Regions from separate parts of the Drosophila melanogaster genome. Here region 1 is linked to region 2. Evidence: chromatin contacts called from public Hi-C data. All regions are on one chromosome and are shown on one strand. The core of a region is the stretch at or near the end of the contact, and the rest is flanking DNA. Distances in the headings are between cores, read along the strand shown.

What was found. Hi-C and Micro-C count contacts between places; a contact is called where the count stands out from the background.
Region 1: a contact with region 2 is called in a Hi-C map of the Kc167 cell line, with 6 times the contacts expected there. The contact joins the promoter of RpL24 here to the promoter of CG43925 in region 2. A contact is called at or near these places in 27 of 107 Hi-C or Micro-C datasets (the D17-c3 cell line, the Kc167 cell line, the ML-DmBG3-c2 cell line and 11 more) and 2 of 6 datasets of contacts at active chromatin or transcription factors (both in the Kc167 cell line).

The regions. Positions count from the first base shown.
Region 1 is chr2L:13,391,684-13,397,758 of dm6, forward strand. It overlaps RpL24 (Ribosomal protein L24), which reads right to left and starts at 3,409. Exons shown (of 3, transcript NM_001298966.1): 1 at 3,373-3,409; 2 at 3,182-3,257; 3 at 2,004-3,116. The coding sequence starts at 3,377. The coding sequence ends at 2,730. It overlaps CG7099, which reads left to right. Exons shown (of 7, transcript NM_135804.3): 6 at 1-1,016; 7 at 1,082-2,276. The coding sequence ends at 2,039. It overlaps CG16957, which reads right to left and starts at 4,501. Exons shown (of 1, transcript NM_135806.2): 1 at 3,677-4,501. The coding sequence starts at 4,418. The coding sequence ends at 3,840. CG10859 reads right to left here. Exons shown (of 2, transcript NM_135807.3): 1 at 5,191-6,075; 2 at 4,709-5,126. The coding sequence ends at 4,791.
Region 2 is chr2L:13,172,585-13,178,441 of dm6, forward strand. It overlaps CG43925, which reads left to right and starts at 3,839. Exons shown (of 3, transcript NM_001273504.1): 1 at 3,839-3,885; 2 at 3,950-4,084; 3 at 4,173-4,304. The coding sequence starts at 3,953. The coding sequence ends at 4,304. Sfmbt (Scm-related gene containing four mbt domains) reads right to left here and starts at 4,201. Exons shown (of 7, transcript NM_165026.2): 1 at 4,030-4,201; 2 at 3,083-3,368; 3 at 59-1,357. The coding sequence starts at 1,286. CG5439 reads left to right here and starts at 4,566. Exons shown (of 1, transcript NM_135763.3): 1 at 4,566-5,857. The coding sequence starts at 4,667. It also overlaps asRNA:CR46256.

The DNA of each region.
Region 1 (6,075 bases), core at 2,159-4,658, 220 kb after region 2:
CTAAGCTCAAAGTACAAGTACCGTTTGATCTACACCAAGCTGACGCACTTCCTCTACGACTGCTTCTTTGCTTTGGACCAGAAGTTGCGGGCAGACCAGGAGCAGCAGCTATCCTCACCGCATTTTGGCCAACTACTGGTGATGGGCGAGTGGTTGTCGGAAAACAGGCTGAGTCTTTCACTCCAGTTGCCCACGAATATCCTGACCGTGGACACAACAACCGTGGGCAGGCAGAGTGGTTGCAACTCGGATCGAATTTTGGATCATTACAGCTGCATATTTGACAATGCGCCGCAAACAGAGTACTCTAAGCGGTTGGAGGGCGAGTGCAGTGGACGCCAGGCGTCGCGTGTGCTCTTCCATCCGGCCAACCTGAGCTTTCGCCTGCCTACCAGTGCTTACAACCAGCTCTCCAAGCTGCAGTTGCGTGCTATGCATTTCTTCTGTGCGTTAGATGCCTTGGGCGAGGCCATCACTATAAGTCAGTCGCGTTTGGAGCAATTTGATTGTCCATTCACCAATTGCATTATGCGGAGTGGCAACTATTTGAACGCCGTCGAGCGGATTGCCCACGAGCAACGACCCATTCTCCGGCAACTGGTGGCCGATGCTTTGCCATCGCAGCAGTTCGTGCTGGAATCGCATCCAGCGGGCACACCACTAACAGTGACCAACGCGAATCTCCTGCCGTTTGCCCAACAACTGGAGGCGTTCTGGCGAGAAAAGCAACAAGCGATGGAGCTGAAGGACTTGGGTAAGACGCTAGCGGAGCGAACCCAGCACAAGCTCACCGACTGGCGTTCCATTTGTGCCGAGCTGCTTGATGACGAGCCACATGCATGGGAGACGGAACGCGTTCAGGAGTACGAACCCGCTCTCAACAAGGAGGAGCGTGCCCGAGCGCAGGATGTGTTTGTTGTTCATTTGCCCACCATTGGAATTAAGGTTGTGGAGCAGCCAGAGGGCAAACAAACAATAGACAGCCTGCGTACTTCAGTGCTCGATAAGGTCCTTAAGTAAGTCTTAACTAGAAACTTTTCCGGCTTATTATCACTAACCACTTCGTTTGGTTTACTCACAGAACTACCTATTGGCAATACACGGAGAACAGCTTTGAAAGCCTTCGGCCGAAACTGCAGGAGAGTGGATATGACGATCGTGCCATCCGCCACATGGAGGACATACTCTACCACATTGAGAAGCATACACTCGGGGTGAAGGGCCTGGAGTTGCGGAAGATATTTCCCCTGGGAGACTTCCTGTTGGAAACATTGCATCTATTGGCTGACCACAATCTTATCAAGCGAGTGGGCATTGTTAGTGTCATGTACGTTCATAAAAACCACATCCGAAATTGGGTGGTGCACACGTTCCACATCAAGAGATTGGAGCGGGAAAAAGTGCAGCCCATGGTGGCGGCGGCACCTGGAACACTCCAAGCCGTCGTTGGTCACAAGCGCAAGCTGGAGGCTCAGGAGACGTCTAGCTCCGTTCCAGAAAAGCGGGTGAAACTCATGGAGCAACTGAGCACAGAGAGTGAGAGCGACGAGCCGGGCGGATCTGCTTCCAAGCGGCCAAAGAGGATTACACGAAAAGAACCATCCCTTGAAGTGGCCAATGCAACGCTGGAAGCTACACGGGATGCGATTGCCATGCGACCACAGCCTTGGATCCGGGTGAATGCATCCCTCAATCGACGCGTCCTCGATCGCTGGCTGGGCGCCGTTCTCAGCGAGTGCATCGCTCGCGTCGGCTGCACCGTGCACAGTTTGTTTCTGAGGTTCCTGCACTTGGTGCCGGTGGACGTCATGTTCCTGCTGGAGCTTCTGCACGATTTGGGTTGTATACAACTCATGGAGATGCGACCTCACAAAGTGCATGTGGAATCACTGCTGGATGATGAGCATGAAGACGGCGATGAGCAGCCAGTCACGGAGCTCTACGATCCCATGCAGACCTATGTTCAAGTGCATGGCAATGCAATAGGCAGGCTCACCAACTTTATTGGCCTAAAAAAGTACAGCACTGAGTTTATTTAGGATTCGGCAGAGGTTTTCCCTGTTAGTAGTTTAGGTTGCACTAATTCAATGACTTTTCTTAGATTGTAAGATCAAATTCCATTGATTTCGTTTTGTCTCTGATTACGATTGTTAGTTTCTTTTTTTCTATAAACTGAAGTCTTCAGTTCGTTTATCAATTATTTTTTTATCCTGTCCAACCTATTCATTTTACATAGTTTTTTATACGTTCATAAATAAACGTAAGTTAACTAACTGATAGTGAAGTTGTTGTGGTTTAATCTGCTATTTTAGGATTTTCAATAGGATTTTGGCAACTGCAAACATTTTTATGCGATTTTTATACTCTCAGTCTAACTTCGGATATTCAATTGGTTATATTTTCCGGATAATAATAAAAGTCTAGGCTTAAACCGCAGCTATGGTTCGAAGGTATATATTTGCCTTTTAATAAACATGACAATTTAAAACTCTGTCATCTGGTCAAAACTGATGGTTAAAGTTAAGTTGATGATTCATGACGTACACAATATGATATTCCTTTCTTGTGTAGCTTCCACACTGTAAGCCAAGCTTGATAGAAAGAACACGCGACAGTTTTTTTTTTGGTCACCACGAATTCGCATTCGCGGCGTTTGTTTAATTTTCAATTCACGAGTGGTTCCTTAAATCCTGGACTAACTTTAGCACATCACTACCGGCGAAAGGTGTTTACCGCTTGCCTCCGACGCGGGGAGCAGCCTTCTGCGTGACCTTGGCGGCCTTCTGCTTGGGCGCCGACTTCTTAGCGGGAGCGGGGGCAGCAGCCTTCTTGGCGGCCTTGACGGCACGCTTCTGCTCCTTGGCCACCTTGATGGCCTGGTCGCGCTGCGCCTTGCGCACCTCGGGCTTCATGTTACGCTTGGCCAGAATCTCGGCCAGCGAGGCACCGACGATGGCGCGCTGGAACTTCTGGGTGCGGCGGGTGCGCTTCTTGGAGGCCTCCTCCTCGATTCCCTTGCGGTGCTTCCGGCGGTACAGCACGGTCCACGTAACCTTGCGGGGATTGCGCTTCATCAGGTAGGAGCGCTCGCACTTCTTGTCCAGGAAGGTGAACGACTGAAAGCGTAATCAAAGTTCATTAGCCATCCTCCATCGCTAGAGCATCTTCGCCGGAAACTCACCTTGCCATCGATCTTGACCATGGTCTTGCCATGACCGGGGTAGATTTTGTACCCGCTGAATGCGCACAAGCCAATTCTGTAAATACAAACACTCTCATTAGCAGGGGCACTGTTTACTATTGCCGAAATGGGGTTAGACAATGCCGAATACCACAATTAACCGAGCATTTCAACGCTTTTCATTAACGTACTTCATCTTGCTGGCGTAGAAACACGAAAAGAAAAGAAAACGGAAGTGGAAACGAAAAGCTGAGCCAAATTAGTGTGGCTGCCACGGGCAGACGAAAAAACCTAAAAAATACCACCACGTGCCGAAGGCGTGCTGTTAACTGCGCGCTGTTAGGCGCACAGAATTGAAAAATTAAAATATTAAGGTTATTCTTTTTGTATTTTTATTTGTTGTGTGTGCTATAATACACACATAATACAAAACAATATACAAATTATTGCAATGGAAAAACCCCAAAACTTTCAATTAAGAACTAAGAGAAATTGAATTTTAAAATTGTATGCAACTTTTCTGTACTTTTCTCTTTTTTTTTAATCTATTTACGTTTTTCGCAATTTTGGAACAGACAAATTAAAATTTTAAGTCATTTACAATGGAAGCTACTCTTATTGGATCGATTTCGCGCCTAATTTGAAACGAAAGTCATATTTAGTCCACCAGCGGATCCGCTTGCTGCAGCTCAAAATCCTCCTCTTCATTGATTTGTAGTTTCTCCTTGAGCTTTCCAACAAATGGGTACTTCATCTTGTACCGCTGTTCCCACTCTCGTAATGTGTTCATTTGGTTGCGTGAGAGGTCGCTCAAATCATCAAAATCCTCGCTGTCCTTCAAGTCCTCTGGTGAATTGATCAAAATCCTCGAAATATCCCGACCGGCATAGTTTGGATTAACGCCATTTCGTCCGTAATAGTGAACGGATCGCGAGACATCGTAGATGTTGAAAAGGATGGCCACTAGGATGCGACCGTCCGCCCGTGTGCCGTCATATTCCCGAAGTTCCCGAACCGTAAAGTCCTTCCGCAGTGGCGGAAGATCCACTTCCTGATTATTATCATCACTGAAGTCTGGTTCCTCGCGGCTCAGACGACGCGCAAAAAATCCCAACTTGAGGAACACGACGATCGACATGATCAAAAGGGTGACATCGATGGGTGTTTCCTTAAGGGAATTGTAAAGTTTGCAGTACCAGCTGGTGGTGTGTTCCATGCCCTTGGAGCTCTCAGCCATCCTGGTGCTTTCAATTCCAGAGTGTGAATGAATGAAGTGAAAAATTGTATGCAAACTCCCCTAACGACTGCCTTGTACTGACTGCCCTTTGTTAATTGATTGAAGTATTCAGTTAGGCCTTCTTTTTCTGAAAATTTAAGTAAACACCAATAAATCAGGGGATTCGATACCGATACCGGATACCTTTTACTCAGCTAATCGCATTACCCCTTTTGCGATACCTTGAAACTTGTGGAACATCCACATCGATTATATTACACTCTTTAATTGTAGTATAGCTATTGAAACTTATTATTTAAATTGCTTTATTGAAATGCATAAATGGGTTATACAATATTGTAAGAAAATGCTGGTCAAGTTATAACAAGGAAATCAAGGAATGGGCTGATGCATTTCGAATACAGTGCGCTCCATGGCGAATGTGCGCTTGGAACGCTGTATGGCGACATTTTCCATTGCTTCGTTGAACTCCAGAAGAGCCTTGCTGAATTCCGAATCGCTCTCGATCATCCTGAGGAATATGGTCGCCTCGTCCTCAACCTTCGGCTCCATCTCCTTCTTGGCCTGACCCTTCTTCTTCTTGGCCTCCAGCTTTTCCCTGGACTTGCGTTCCTCCTCCAAGAAGATGGTGGTCAGGCGCTTCTTCAACTTGATCTCTTCCTCGCGAGCCTCCAGAAGTTTGCAGCGCTGTATCTCCCGTTCAAACATCTGAACTTTCAGGAAATACATTAGAAAACATTGGGATCTGGAAGAGATGATAATCATCACTCACCGACATCATGAGAGACTTCTCCTTGTTGGTGGCACTTCGCATACCCTCCTCCAGGCGGAGCATCAGGCAATCGCCGTTGGCCAGGCTCACGGTTAGCATTGTTCCATCCGGCTTGAACACCAGATGGGTAACGGCGTACTTGTATTTGATGGTGAGAATCGGTCGTTTGTGAGACATCAGCAGGTCCCAAAACTCCAAGTTGCCCATGTTGTCTCCGATGCAGAACAGCGAGCAGCGTCCCGTGCTCCAGGCACCGCTCAGCAACTGATTTGGCCGGCGGAAGTAGAAGGTACTGGGGCAGTTCTTTACTTCCTCCGACCAGATCCGCACCCGCCAATCGCCCACCACCAAGAAGTTCTTTACAAAGAACGGATTACGCATTACACAGCGAATGGGACCGGCAAAAAGTTGATAGGCAGCAACGATAGTATCCTGCGGAGTGGTGCCCTTGCGATTGCCTACGAACAAGTAACCCATATCGGTGCAGAATATGAAGCGCACTGGTATGGTGTACTCGAACTCGAGAAAAGTTACGCCATGTGCATCCTGGCGATTTTGAACTGTCTGGGGGTCCGGTTCGGCCAGCACCTCATGAACCGGCATAAGAAGATCCCGGGTATCCCAGTACTTGATGGACCCATCCAGTGATCCTGAGTAAAACTCAGTGTTGAGTTTCGAGTGCACCCAGCAGATGGCCGTTGTGGCCTCGCGATGACACGCCTCCAGGGGACACATGCTCTTGGGACCACCCTGGTTCTCGGTTAGCCAGAAGCCGACCTGACCCTCCTGTAGTCCACCCACCATGTAGCTCTCATCCCGCAGGCACACCTTGGCAACCCGTACGACTCTCCTAGAATCGTAATGGGCAGCCGGTCGGGTGGCATC
Region 2 (5,857 bases), core at 2,589-5,088:
GTAAAATGTTAAAATGGTAATGTAAAAACATGTATGCAGAAAAAGTAAATATTATTACCTAACATGCGCTCCAGATAGTCCTGCGGTGCAGCCAGATTATGGCCTACTGTGGTTGCCCAGCCAACTGGATGGATGATGGGCGAGTCCTCGTGACACCAAAAGCCGTCGTCGGAATCGAAGTAGCGCAGGAAGAGGCGCTTTCCCACGATTTTGGTGACGGTGGCCAGGCGCACCTGCGAAATGCGATCCTTGTCCACGCACTCGAGATTCAGGCCAAGGCGGAAGCGCGACTGGAGGCTGTCGTTGATTTTGTTGTAAAAGTTGGAGGGAAGGGTGCGGGCTCCGGATAAACGTCCCACCAGAAAGTCCTTCCAGTCCTTGTACTTGTGCTCGATGGTGCGGGGCGGAATTAATGGCTTGCCCCGAGTGGCGCACCAACCCACCGAATGCACCTCGGCATTGCAGAGGTTCACCCAGAAGTCGTGCGAGTCCGTATCGAAACCCTCGTAGCTCATTAAGGCCTTATAGCCTTTGATTTCCAGGATGGTGGCCACCCAAAACGAGGTAGGAGTCTGACCCGGTTGGATCACTTCGATGCTATCGCAATCCGTATTTTCCACTTCAACCTTCATGCCCACGCCCAAATTGTCCCATACCTCGCAACCGGGTGCATGAGGAAAACAAGTGACGGGTGCCGCATTGAAGTTCTCCTTGCTAAGGCGGGGCAACCAGTCGTAGGAGTGTGTGGGATCATACATGCGCCGCCGAATGCTGATTATCTTCTCCATTTGCGGACACGGTACGGGAAGGCGCTCGTATTTGGGTATTTGCGGCAGGTCATCCTGTGGGTAGATGTCCTTAAAAAGTCGCAAGGCCTTGGGCGTGGGTGCTGCGCTCAGATAAGAATTGGGTGTGGATGCACCCTCCTCGGTGCTGCCCGGAGCAGTGGCATCGCCCACTGCTCCGCCGTTTAACGCAGCAATTGTTTCATCTGCTGCCATTTGTACATTATTGGCAGCTGCGTCGCCGCCCATTGACATGGGTTCGCCGAAGCTATTCAACTGGGTAATCTTTGATTGATCCGTAATGCGAAAACGATAATTCGCATTCTTAATGTGCGCCGCATGCAGATCGAGCTCAATATCCGACTGCGACTGTTGCTGATCGCCAGGCAAATCGGCTGACTCCGAACCCGCTCCAGGATCCGGGGAACTAGTGGTTGCCTGGTCTCCCTCCATCTTAGTGTTAAGTACCAACGAATATAGTTCGCCTCGGGCACAGGCCATGCTGCAAAAACGTCGCGATTTTGTGTAGAATGTGTGCTTCACTCCAATGGCGCCACAACGTTTACAGACAGCTGTAGAAGAAGAAAAAACGAATCGTTTAAGTGCATATTAATGTAAACGTTAATTTCGTATTTAATTTAAATGCTATCATGGTATACAAACCCAAATTCTTGCAAAACAAACCCAAAACCATAAAGATAAGTGAAACTAAGAGTAGGATTTAAAATAAAAAGCTTGAAAATTAATATCGTGTAGAGTGGATCGATTGCAGATTTACAGGTGGTTTTCATTGTTTAAATAAACGAATCATTACTAATTACTTAGAAAGAAATAACTATTTACTTTATCAAATACATAAGCTAGTAGACAGAGCAAGCCTTGAAAGATTGTAAATACAAGGCAAAGGCTTTTGGAATTTTAGATAAGTTCAATGTACATCAAACTGATGATGTTTAATAATATATGATCTCAACTAAGATCTCTACCACTTATCGTTACTTATCGTTTACTTTTCTGCCCGCAATGTTCTAATTAAGAATCGACCCACTCTAGTGCACAGCAACCTTACCCATGCCATCTTTCTGTATGGGGATCACCGAAGGGTCAATGTTGCCCCTGTAGGCGATGGGTGTCTTCAGCACCAGTCCTGGCCTGTTAACGGGCTCGATCTTGCGCGTCTTGCGCTGTGATCGCAATGCGGAGGACGTGGAGGCACTGCAGGTGGCGGTGGTTGCGGTGGAATTGGCTCCCTTGGCCGTACTATAGGTGCGCTGCATTTGCTTGCTGGATGTGTTTTCAGTGCTGACCATTATGTTGCCAAAGGCATTGCCATTTAGCGTACCCATCGCAGGGACCAGAGTTGTGCCCAGCAGCTTGTGGTGCAGCAGGCCATCGGGCAGTGGAACCAAAAGATCGTGCTCGACTCCAGGGACGCCCAAGCTTCCGGGCATCTGTGCCATGCAGGAGGAGGAGGACTGCGAAATGTCCTTATCGGAGGAGGTCATAAAGTCGGTGCCATCGTACGAATTATTGTCCTCGTTCATCATCACAAAGTCGTCGATGTTGATAATCTCTTGCTTGGGCTCCAACTCGGATCCATTATCATCAAAGTTATTGTCCCTCTGACCGTACACTTGGTCGTCATCGTCCACGACCGCCTCCATGGCCATGCCAACCATGCCGTTCTCCACATCGTTATCCATTGCCTCCGCATAGTTCTGGAAGACTGCCGCCGCCGCCGACTGCTGGAGCAGTTGCTGCTGCAGGCCGCCCATGTGGGCAAATCCGTACAGGTTGTTCGAGTTGGTGGCAATCAGGGTGCCCGGCTGTACACCCAGTGCCGCAGCAGTCGCCGCCGCTTGACCAGTGAAATCTCCCCCCATTAGGCTCATCATCGGATTCATGTCCTTTTTTTGAGCATTGTGGGTTTTGGAGATTGGAGGTGGTTCGGGTTGAGGATCGACCATTGGTTATGTGTGTTTTTGTGTCGAGATTTAAATTGTAACCAATATATAAATCAAAGAAAAGAAAGTAGAAGAAATAAGTAAACAAATTCCAATTGTTTATAACTGAGACAGACAAAAAAGATAGTTTGGAAATTTGGCCAATCCCCAAGGAGTACACGTTGAAACCTAAAGAATTTGGGTTTGTTTTCGACTCCGAGGACTATCAAATATAATGGGGTGCCTTAGTGATAGACACGTATCTCGTTTTCGCGATGCTCATTTGAAAGCATTTTATATTTATTAGTCTTCGAATTGAGAGATTGGCTTCTGAATCAAACCGTCTGCACTCACCAAAGTTGGCTGATGGGCGGAGAGGTCCTCCATGACAGAGAGTCCAACAGTGGGATGACCCAGCAGAGTGGCCGCATCCTCCAGTGTAATGCGCTCCGAGTTGTACTGACTACTCATCCACATCATGCGCAGCTCGGATGGGTTCATTTTAAGCCAATGGTGCTATCGATTCCGGATTGGTCAGTATGGCAAAAGCATTTATGGGACAGCTTTCTGGGTTCTCTTCAAAAAGTATTGCTTTCTACTGCTGCGTGTCGCGTTCCTTTGTTTTTCGAACTCGCATTGACTGAAAACAAACATTGAAATAGTTTAGTGTTTTGAAATAATAAAAATTGGTCAAGATGGGGCGAATTTAAAAAGTAAATCCCTATTTATTCCTATCTAAAAACTACGTAGTTATTTACTTAGTACTTTTTAAGCTGCCTGCTAATTCGAATTTTTAAAAGAATATTATGTTCATATTTAGAAATCTCCGTATCTATTTGACGCTGATTGCTAATCTTGCTGCAATTTTATGGACAATGCAACATAGAATGCTCCCAGTTTGTTTGGTTACGAATAGCTCCTGGAACCGGCGAATGTTCCGGCCATATGGGCTGTAAATCCTGACCGAATCCCAGTGTTCCTCGTTGTTCGTTTTGTTTGCCTCCTTCTGTTCCCGTTTTCCTTTTTTTTTCATTCTACTTTTGCCTTTTCTGCACGCAGATGCTGCGCGGTGAGGGAAGCGTACGGAAATGCGATTGAAGCCTGTCGTAACGGTCGGAATTTCAGCCGCCGCGTGGAGTTTCACACAACTGAATAAGGTTCGAGCATATATCCGATTTATCAGAATTTTTGGTTACATTTCATGGGTTCAATCTCGAAAAGTCAATGAAGCGTTTGCGCAGACAGCCAACGCGAACAGAAAAGAAAATTTACGACGTTGCTGCCCCTGGATGCAAACTTACACTTTTGCACGTTGGACGCGTTCGGATTGGGTTTCCCCAGTTGCTAGCACTTGCGGTATGACATATTATTGGATCTTCAATCGTTTAACAATAGTTTTTAACAGATTTTTGTGTGCTAACTTCTTTCGCATTTGCGCGAGCAGGGATGGCAATTATACGCCAGGGCTACACAGTCGCACAACAGCGTTTTGGCATTATTTTGCCCGCTAAATCACCAGGGATGCACAAGTGGTCGCGTTCAGCGAGAAATAATGCAGAGTGATTGTTATCGATAAGTGTACAATACTGCTTATCTCAGTAAAAACACAATTTTAATCGAAATCGTTGTACCTTACCAATATGAATTGGAGAAATTAAGCGCTTTCAGTTATAATTGGTTTGTTTTGATAACGCAACCTATAGTTTTATAAGTTTTTTAGGTACCATAAATTATTTACAAACAATTTTTTTATTTTAATAAATCACCTAATGCTGAGTCACAGTCACTTAAAATCATTAATCGGTGATCTGAATGCGCCCATTCCAACGCTTATCAACACTGTTTGGCTTGTTTTGTTGTCAAGCAACCAGTGTTGGCACACAACGGAGTGAGAAAAATGAGTAGAAAATATAATTAGTTGAATAATAGCCACAAATAATGCCAGAAAATGCATCCAGCTCGATGCCCACAGAGGCAGGCTTCCGGAGCATGCGCAGCCAACTGGCGGGCAGCACCTTTGGCCAACGGCGCGAGGACATCTTTCGACGTCTACAGGAAAGTGCGCATAAAATCTCACAGAAGTTCAGTGGCAAAGAACTTGCCACTGAGCGGGATGAATCTGTTCAGGAACTGTGCGAATCCCTCGAGGAACTAATGTCCTACGGACTTAGGCAATCGGCAGGCACTTCCTCCTTCAGCGCCGCCAGCTTCATCCAGAACATGCAGGAGATGGTGTCCGGAAATGCGGGCGGAGGCAGCAACAACAATGACGCCACTTTCTGGGAATTCTGCCAGACGCATTTGACGCCCCACGAACGTCAGAGGTATATGGACCTTAAGCAGATCTGGACGAATGTGGGCAGAGGACGTGCCTTCATACGCGCCACACTGAACGAGAAGCGACTGCATAGCCATGTGCTCACCTGGCTGAGCGACGAGGAGCAGCTGCATCGATTTTACACACCTTGGTCCCTGCTACTCAACGATGAGGCGGCCAAGAAGCTGCCAGAGATCGTAGACTCCCTCAGTGATGTACTGTTCGCCCTCAATGTGGACACCACTGAGCTTAATGCACCCAGGAGATCGACGCCAAGTGTTGCCGTCAAAGAGGAACCAATTATATTCACCACCAGTCCAGTGCCGGTGGTGGGACGCCAAAAAAGACCTGGTATTGCGGTGGAACGACCCATTGAGTGCGTTAGCTCCACAGAGGATTTACTTGGTGCTCTAAAGCCCATCGAGTCGGTGGAGGTTCAGCAAATACTCTCCAAGGAATCCATCGAACAGGAGTTAGCCCAGCCACAGGAAGAAGTCAACTTGGGTCCCTTCGACCCCATTGAACCCGAGCTGGAGTTTCTCAAGACGCCCTTGCCAGACATTGGCGCGCATGTTGGAGAGTCAGAGCTCTATGAAGACCGAAGCGACACCTCCTCGCAGTGGAGCAAGTCCTCCTCCTCTGCCAATTGCTTGGCTAACAGCCAACAGCAAGCTGCGCTGGAAGAGCATGTCAACCAGCTAAACGAAAGATGCGCTCTGCTGGAAACCCGTGTGGCGGAGCTTAGTCTTCAAAATCGCCTGCTTATCCGAAGGCTAACCAAACAGTTTGAAGAGACCGGCATCGACCCCAGC